2 separate regions of the Mus musculus genome follow, and region 2 is linked to region 1. The links are chromatin contacts, called in public HiChIP or PLAC-seq maps. All regions are on one chromosome and are shown on one strand. Each heading gives the region's core, a stretch centred on a gene start, on an enhancer-like site or on the middle of the called end of the contact. The rest is flanking DNA. Distances are from core to core; before and after follow the strand shown.

The links. HiChIP or PLAC-seq counts read pairs in DNA pulled down with a chosen protein or histone mark.
Region 2: a contact with region 1 is called in an H3K27ac HiChIP or PLAC-seq map of trophoblast stem cells, with 2.4 times the contacts expected there. The contact joins two enhancer-like sites. A contact is called at or near these places in 1 of 39 promoter capture datasets (the HPC-7 cell line), 1 of 15 datasets of contacts at CTCF or cohesin (large pre-B cells), 4 of 484 Hi-C or Micro-C datasets (cortical neurons, double positive thymocytes, embryonic fibroblasts and 1 more), 5 of 115 datasets of contacts at active chromatin or transcription factors (the SCID.adh cell line, bone marrow-derived macrophages, effector CD8 T cells and 2 more) and 2 of 9 other capture datasets (embryonic stem cells and liver).

Annotation. Positions count from the first base shown.
Region 1 is chr5:64,134,970-64,138,867 of GRCm38.p6, forward strand. No RefSeq gene overlaps it. Among named protein-coding and RNA genes, the nearest start is that of Gm22559, 7.3 kb to the right of the region's middle. Within about 2 kb of position 1,587, at least 1 of the 459 cell types and tissues checked has an H3K27ac peak or open chromatin away from gene starts, as enhancers often do. A contact at or near this core is called in trophoblast stem cells, where this site is marked.
Region 2 is chr5:64,241,713-64,245,359 of GRCm38.p6, forward strand. The region is part of intron 2 of Tbc1d1 (TBC1 domain family, member 1); the gene reads left to right. Among named protein-coding and RNA genes, the nearest start is that of Gm46913, 3.8 kb to the right of the region's middle. Within about 2 kb of position 1,274, at least 127 of the 459 cell types and tissues checked have an H3K27ac peak or open chromatin away from gene starts, as enhancers often do. A contact at or near this core is called in trophoblast stem cells, where this site is marked.

The sequences.
Region 1 (3,898 bases), core at 337-2,836:
AGGCCCTGACCACTCATCGCACTTGATTAATCAGCCAATATAGAAATTATTTATCCTTTTTAGAATTTTTTTTCCTTGTTATTTGTTGTCTCGGACTACCAGGTTTGATCATAGTGCTACCCACTGTTTGGATTCCATTGTTTGCTTGCTTGCTTGCTTTTGGTGTGTTTTGCTTGTTCTTCTGGGCTGTGTCTTTCCTGGTAGCCAGTACTATCCTTTAAGAAGCATGCTGACCCAGATTTGACTTTCTGGTATCAATGGGGTGAGGGGGCAGAGGCTAAGAGAGGTTTATACTTACAATGCTTGGGCCGATGAGATGGCTCAGTCTGTAAAGGTAGAAGGAGAGACCTGACTCTACTATGTTGTCCTCTGACCTCTGCATAAGTGCCACAGCTTGTGTACCCATGTAACTCATGCAAACACATTAATAATAAATAAAAAAAAGTTTAAAAAGATGGCTAGGTAGATGGCAACAGAATTCAGTTAAAAAGAAAAGATGAGGGGCACGGCAGATAGCTCAGTGGATCCAAACATGAGGGTCCAAACATGAGGACCTAAGTTCAGATCCTTGGCACTCACATACAGACCCTGTGTGTCTGCAATCCCAGTGTCGCTGGGCAGAAACAGAGGGATCAGGGAGCTCTCAATGGTCAGCCAGTCTAGACAAGTAAGGTAGAGAGTGATTGAGGAAGACAGCTGATATCAACTATGGTAGTTTGAATGGTGGGTGGTTGGCCCCCATAGACTCATGTGTTTGAATGCTTGGCCCACAGGGAATAGAACTATTAGGAGGTGTGCCCTGTTTGAGTAGGTGTGGCCTTGTTGGAGGAAGTGTATCGATGTAGGAATGGGCTTTGAGGTCTCCTATGCCTAAGCTCCACCCAGTATAGAATCAGAGCCTCCTCCTGCTTACCTTTGAATCAAGATGTAGAGCTCTCTGCTACCCCAGCACCATGTCTGCCTGCAGGCTGCCATGATTCCCACCATGGTGATAATGGACTAAATCTCTGAAAGTATAAGCCACCCCCAATTAAATGTTTGCCTTTATTAAGAGTTGCCTTTGTCATGATGTCTTTTCACAGCAATGGAAACCCTAACTAAGAGAGCAACATCTGGTTTCTATGGACACACATGTACTTACACATACACATACACATACACATACATGCATGCAAATCACACAAACACACACAGAAAGAGACAGAGAGGGGAATGAGTCAACATGTCCAATGCCACGTGCCACACAATGGATACAATAGACAGACTTACACTGCAGGTAAGTTGAGCAAAGGAAGCTTCCTGTAGAGGGGTAGAGATAGCCAATGGACTGTCTCATACAGCCTTAGTAATTCACATCACCCTGATGGAGGGCTCCGTGCATTGAGTGACCTCCGTTGGGTTTCAGTTCTTCAAAGACGGTGATTTGTCACAGTCCTATGGTGTTTTGCTTTGTTTTGTATTTTTAAGATTTGCCCACTTTTAACTTATGTCCATGGGTGTTTTGCCTGCTTGTATATCCATGCACCACACCAGTGCATTGCCTGTGGAGGCCAGAAGAGGGCACTGGGCTCTTCCTGGAACTGGAGATACAGAGGGATGTCAGCTGGAGATCAACCCCAAGTGCCTAAGGCATCTCTCTGGCCTCCACGGCCTCCTGCATGTTTAGTGATTTCCTTTTAGCTTGATTACATAGGAATTCTAGGACAAACCTGGATGTTTTCCTTGTGATGATCAGCAGAGGAAAAGTGTGAACGAGGTGGAAGAGCCCAACAGAAAGCTTTGGTGAAGGCTTGGCTTGAGTGGTGACGTCACAGAAAGGTGAGTCCTTCCTTGGGAGGGTTTGTTCTCTGAAGTGTAACACAGGATTGTAACCACAGTTTTTGTTGGTAAGGCACCAAGAGGTTTAAGTAAAGATAGGTTTGTTCACTTTTGTACGTGTGTGTGTGTGTGTGTGTGTGTGTGTGTGTGTGTGATAGATGCATGTATGGGCACACATATATTGAGTGTCCTGACCTTGTAGATGAAGCTGACTTGCTAAACTCATGGACAACGTTTACATTTTATTTGGGGACAACCTTGGTTGTCCCCGTGATGAAAACTATTGAATATGACACTATTGAAATATCATGCACTTGCTCGCAAACGGGAGCACACTATACAATTCAGCCTGAAGCAGCTTTCACATCTCATTGCTAAGAGATCTATTCCAATTGTTTCCAATCTTTACCAATATAAATCAGTGAATGATGTGTGAAAGTCAGCTTTCCCTTTCCATTTTCACTGGAGACGAACTAAAATGGTAATATGATAAGTAATCTCAGTTGTCCACTTGATGAGCTCTAGTGTAACGGTGAATTAGTTAAACCACTTGGGCTCCAGGCTGGCCACACACGTGCATCTGCCCAAGAGCTCTCACAGTCAAAAATGAAAGACACATACACACACACACACACACACACACACACACACACACACACCAGTTACTTTTGATATGCCACCAGTTAATTTTGATATGCCTTGACTAGCTCAATGGTTGGGCACTTCTAAACCTCCCCACAGCTAGCACACATTTCCCACTGGTATTATTGGCTTAACACCTTCTAAATCTACATTTTATCTTTGATGCCCTGTTACCTTGTGCAGCTCCACCCCCATAGGGCCACATACCCTTTTTACCTACATTGCTAGATGGTTCTCTCCTGCAGCTTTTAAATCTGATCCCTCTCCCTCTGAGTCCTGGCCATTCTCTATCTCTCCCACTCTCCCTTGGTCCCCCGCCCCGTCTCCCTGTCCAGCCATTGGCTGTACTGCAATTCTTTATTATCAATCAAAGTCGGCTAGGGGCAGGGACCCTCAATCCAAAATAAGACAAAGTATTAGGACAAATTTGCAAGACTCTACAATCATCTAGAAAGGCTGGAACATTGACTCAGAGATTAGGAGCACTGGCTGGTCTTTCAGAGGACCCAGGTTTGGTTCCTAGTACCCTCATGGCAGCTCACAACTGGGGTGCTACACCCAGAGCGTCTGGATTTCACTTGCAATTCCACTACTAATGTGTGATGTGCGACACAGTTCTAGACATCTCAAAATGTCAGTGACTTGCTCTGTAATAGAAATGGGATAAAATTTGCTTTTGAAAATCATCCCTAAGGATATTTTTCAATTGCTTTGCCCATAAAGGATACTAGTCAGTACTTAAGGAGAAATTTGATTTGTCTGTGGAAATACATTACCTCTCATAGACCTCACATTAAGCTTTCTGGATAGCATATGGATATGCCCATTATTACTATTCTTGAACATATAGAAGTTTTCCTGAGATATTTATGTTCTTCCAGGACCTCCAGGAGCAATAGAAGAAAGGAAGTAGTAATTCCAGTGTAGCCTTGTAGTGGGAACGGTCTCACATCGCAACAAAAATTGTTGAAAAATTTTCAAAGTCTTCTGCAGCAAACTAGAGAAAAATATTTGTAACCTTATCACAGGCAAAGGCTTCTCATCCTAATGTAAAATAATACCATATATATATGTATATATATATATATATATACATATATATATATATATATATACACACACACACACACATATATGTGTGTGTGTGTGTGTGTGTGCGTGTGTAAAAATGATTTTTAAAAATCAATATGGGGATGGAGAGATGTCTCAGTGGTTAAGAGTACTGACTGCCCTTCTGACCTCTATGCACACTACACCAGGCATGGACATGGTACACGGACATACATGCAGGAAACATAACCATATATATAAAGTAAATAAACACAAAAATTAAATTGATAATGCAATAGAAAGAGAAGGAATTATAGTTCACAGAAGAGAAAATAAAAATGCTTTTAATATGTCTATATATTAATTAGGCCACTTAAGGGAGGAGGGA
Region 2 (3,647 bases), core at 24-2,523, 110 kb after region 1:
ACAAATTATCTGGTAAGCATGAATACTACTAGTATATGTACTAGGTCAAGGCCTTCTTATTGTTCCAGAAATAGCCATGTTCCCAAGTTTCCAAGTGAGTGGAAAGATTTCTAAATTATTTTCATTTCTGGAAATCCATGACTAATGCCTAGGACTTTGCATCACCCTGATGTTTCGGTCCGTTCCACTTGATTTTGGTGTTCGTGAGAGAACATTACATTGAGGCAGCTCTCTAGCGTGGTAATCTGCTGAGCTGTGGTGTGTGGACGGCTTTGCTCCCAGGAAAAGCATCATCCTGTGTTAGACCAGGAGTCCCAACCCTGCTCTCATGTTCCGTCGTCACCCCCTGTTGAGTGGACTGGGATAGTGACTTTAGACATTTGCTGAGAATCTTGCCTGCTCCAGGCGATCAGTCTGTGCAGGTTGAAGCTTACTGTGCAAGCCCACCATGTGCACACAAAGTGAGACCTTGCCTGGGAGAAGGCAGGGGTGTGCAAAGGAGTAGTTGGAAGCCAAATTCCTTGTAGATGCCTGTTTTACATAGAATTGTCTTTTCAAATGTGATTTCCAAAGGGCTGGGGAATGGTTTAGTCAGCAAAGGGCTTAGTAAAGGGCTAACTGCGTTAAGTCAGGTCCAGTCCCTAGCACCTAAGTGGATGGAGTCTCATTGTGAGTGAATCAGAACCTGTGATCCCAACATTGGGATAGGGTGGGATGGGGTGGGGTGGGGTAGAATAGGGTGGGATAGGGTAGATGGGGTGGATGGGGGTTGAGACACGAGCATCCTTGGGCCTCATTGGCTAGCCTGTGTAGTTGACTCAGGTTGTTAAACTCAGGAGTCTCACAAATGAGTGAGCTAGAGAGATGGCTCGGCAGTTAAGAGCACTTGCAGCTCTTGCAGCTTCATCCCCAGCACCCACTCGGTGTCTAACAAATGCCTGTACCTCCAGTTCTAAGGGACCTGAAATTACCTTCTGACCTCTGAGGTTGCTGCACACTTGTGGTGTGCCAACATATATGCAGGCAACACACCCCTGACATAAAACAAACATAAAGCTATCTTAAAAACCAAAACCAAACCAAACCAAAAACGTTGTCAAGCAATAGAGGAAAACACCTGGCATTGTTGTCTGGCTTTCACATGCCTGTACATGCATGCATGCATGCACACCTCCACACATTCATGAATGAACACACAGTATGTTTTCTGTCCATGAGCCACAGATATGCTCTGGATGTGAGTAGTTAGTAAGGAATGCAGTGACCTGGAGCACCCGTGTGCTGACTTAGCTGTGTGGTTTTACATTGCTCTAACACGTGTATGTTTCATCTGGAGTGGGTAGATGGCAGCAAAGTGGAAGGAAGGGTGACTCTGTCCTCAAGCCCGTCCTGTGCAGATCTAGGTTGGGTGCACAGGTTCTTCGTGGTCATGGAGCACTAAGCATAGAGTGAGAAACTGGTAAGGTTTGAGTCTCAGAGTCTCCCCCTACAGCATGTCCCTAGGCATATGGGCATATGTTGTTGTTGTTCTGTTATTATCGATGTTACTGTGGTTATTATCTACTTGGAGGCTTAGGGGTTTCAGCCAAATAAGGAAATCTGACACCAACGATTACTCCGTCCCTGCTTCATCATGCAAAGCAAATCCTGTGGTGGGGAAACCAACCTTGACTGGGAATGTCTGGCTAGTTCTGTGTGCCTGAGCTTTGTGACTCGATGCCAGTCACTCTAGCCCTTGGTGGCTTTTTTTCTGATCTCTAAAGTGAGCAGGGTGAATGAATGGGTAGACGAGTGGATGAAGGAATGAATGAATGGCCCCACCCAGGAGTTATGGAAGAAGCTGAATGAGTGAAAGCGTAGAGGAGGGGATGCTCTAGATGGAGGGAGACACTGCATGCCTGTGATTGACACAAGGGCTGTTTGCAAGGGAGTGAGATAAGATGGTTTATTGACAATTCCGTGGAGAAGGACCCCAGGACAGCTGGGTAGCTATTTTGGTAGAGGTTGGAGGAGGGTCCTTGTGCAGAGCCCGGGCTGGAGTGAAAGCCTTGCTGGATGGGACGGGTGGGATCTGGCTGGGTTAAGTACAGGCTTGACCAGCACCTGAGATCTGGCTCATGCTGAGGAATGAATAGTGTGCACCCTGACAGTTAAAAGTTGACAGAAGGAGGAATGCGTAGAAAGAAGCCTCTTGCCAAGTGTGAACCTGCTCACGTGGGAACCAGGGAATAAGGAGGCATTCTTTAAAGAGGGGCTTGGCCCCTTGAGTCCAGTTGAGAAAACAATGCAAAGGCAGAGATGTAAATCAAGCAGTCCTTTGCGGAGCAGAGGGTGATAAGCATCTGAACTGGCAAGCAGTAGAGGAAGACACCCGCACCCAGAGTTCCCTGGCACTACTGAAGGAACCCAGAAGTCCTCTGCTAGATTTGGGAGAGCAGATGTTTTAACAGTAGTCCAAGATGGCTGTGCAGTGCACATGAACTCATGCCCTACCCTTCCTGGGCTTATTTAGATATTATTTCCCCCTCATCCTTTTAAATCAAGATGGAGTGTCACTTTGGAAAATGTCCTTAGGATTTAGAGACTTCAGTTCCCTTTTAGTAGATGGAATTTAATTGTAATGGGTAGATCAGAGTTCAGTCTAAGCAAGTCTCAACTTCTAGCCATACTGGAGTGTTCTCTGGCACGGGAGAGCCAGCCAGCTGTGGGCCATTCCCAGCAGTAGCTTCTGTCGGCTGCAGTCTCCTTATCTCTTGTCAGGCTTGGTTTCTGTGTTGGTTCTCTAGGAATGTTCCTGATAGTGAGTGTCTGATCCTGTGAAAGAAGTCAGCGTTCCCCAGCAGGGAGGAAAAACTGAGTTCCACAGGCCCTGTGCTCAGCTAGCCCTGAAGGTGGAGACTATAAGCAGGTTCTTAGTATCACCACCTCCACCCCACACCCTAAATAATAAATAAATAAATAATAAAAAAGACACACAGAAACTGCATGTATTTATTGCGTACCTGGTGACATTCGAACCACGACTCTGTGTGGAGCTCACTCACCTGTCTCTCATTTGCGAGCATGTAAGGGTAAAGCCGTTGCTGGTGGGTAGACTCACTACTCCCTGGGGGCTGGAGGCCCTTCCTACACTCAAGCCCTTAGCTCTTCCCCCATTCTCTGTGCAGAGCTTTGCACACACCACACCACCCTCATTGTTGCTTTTGAAGTCTTCTAAAATCAGAACCTTTGCAGCCTGACTGGCCAGAGGGACTGTGAGGTCGTGACCCCGCTCTTGATGTGAGGTTGACATTTCTCCTAATGCCCTAGGGTTTTGTTCCTTCCATTCTTTGGCTATTCAGGTCATTCTGTAGGCTTATCCCAGACTTACAGCAAACTCGGGGCCTTAAATCTCACTCACATGAATCTTTGGCAAGCTGAGTCTGCCATGGGTTCTTACCAGCTCGAGGGGTTTTTGTGTTTGCAACTTATAATTTACTTATATCACTGTGCTCCTGATGTGGAAGGGTCTTCTTTTAAACTTTCTATCTAATAGCTTTCTATCTAAGCTCTTACCTGTCTATAGTAGTCAGTAACTTTGAAAAGACTGGTTTATACATTTTTTGGTGACAGTGCCCCAAATGGGACACCTTCAAGCCCACACAGAC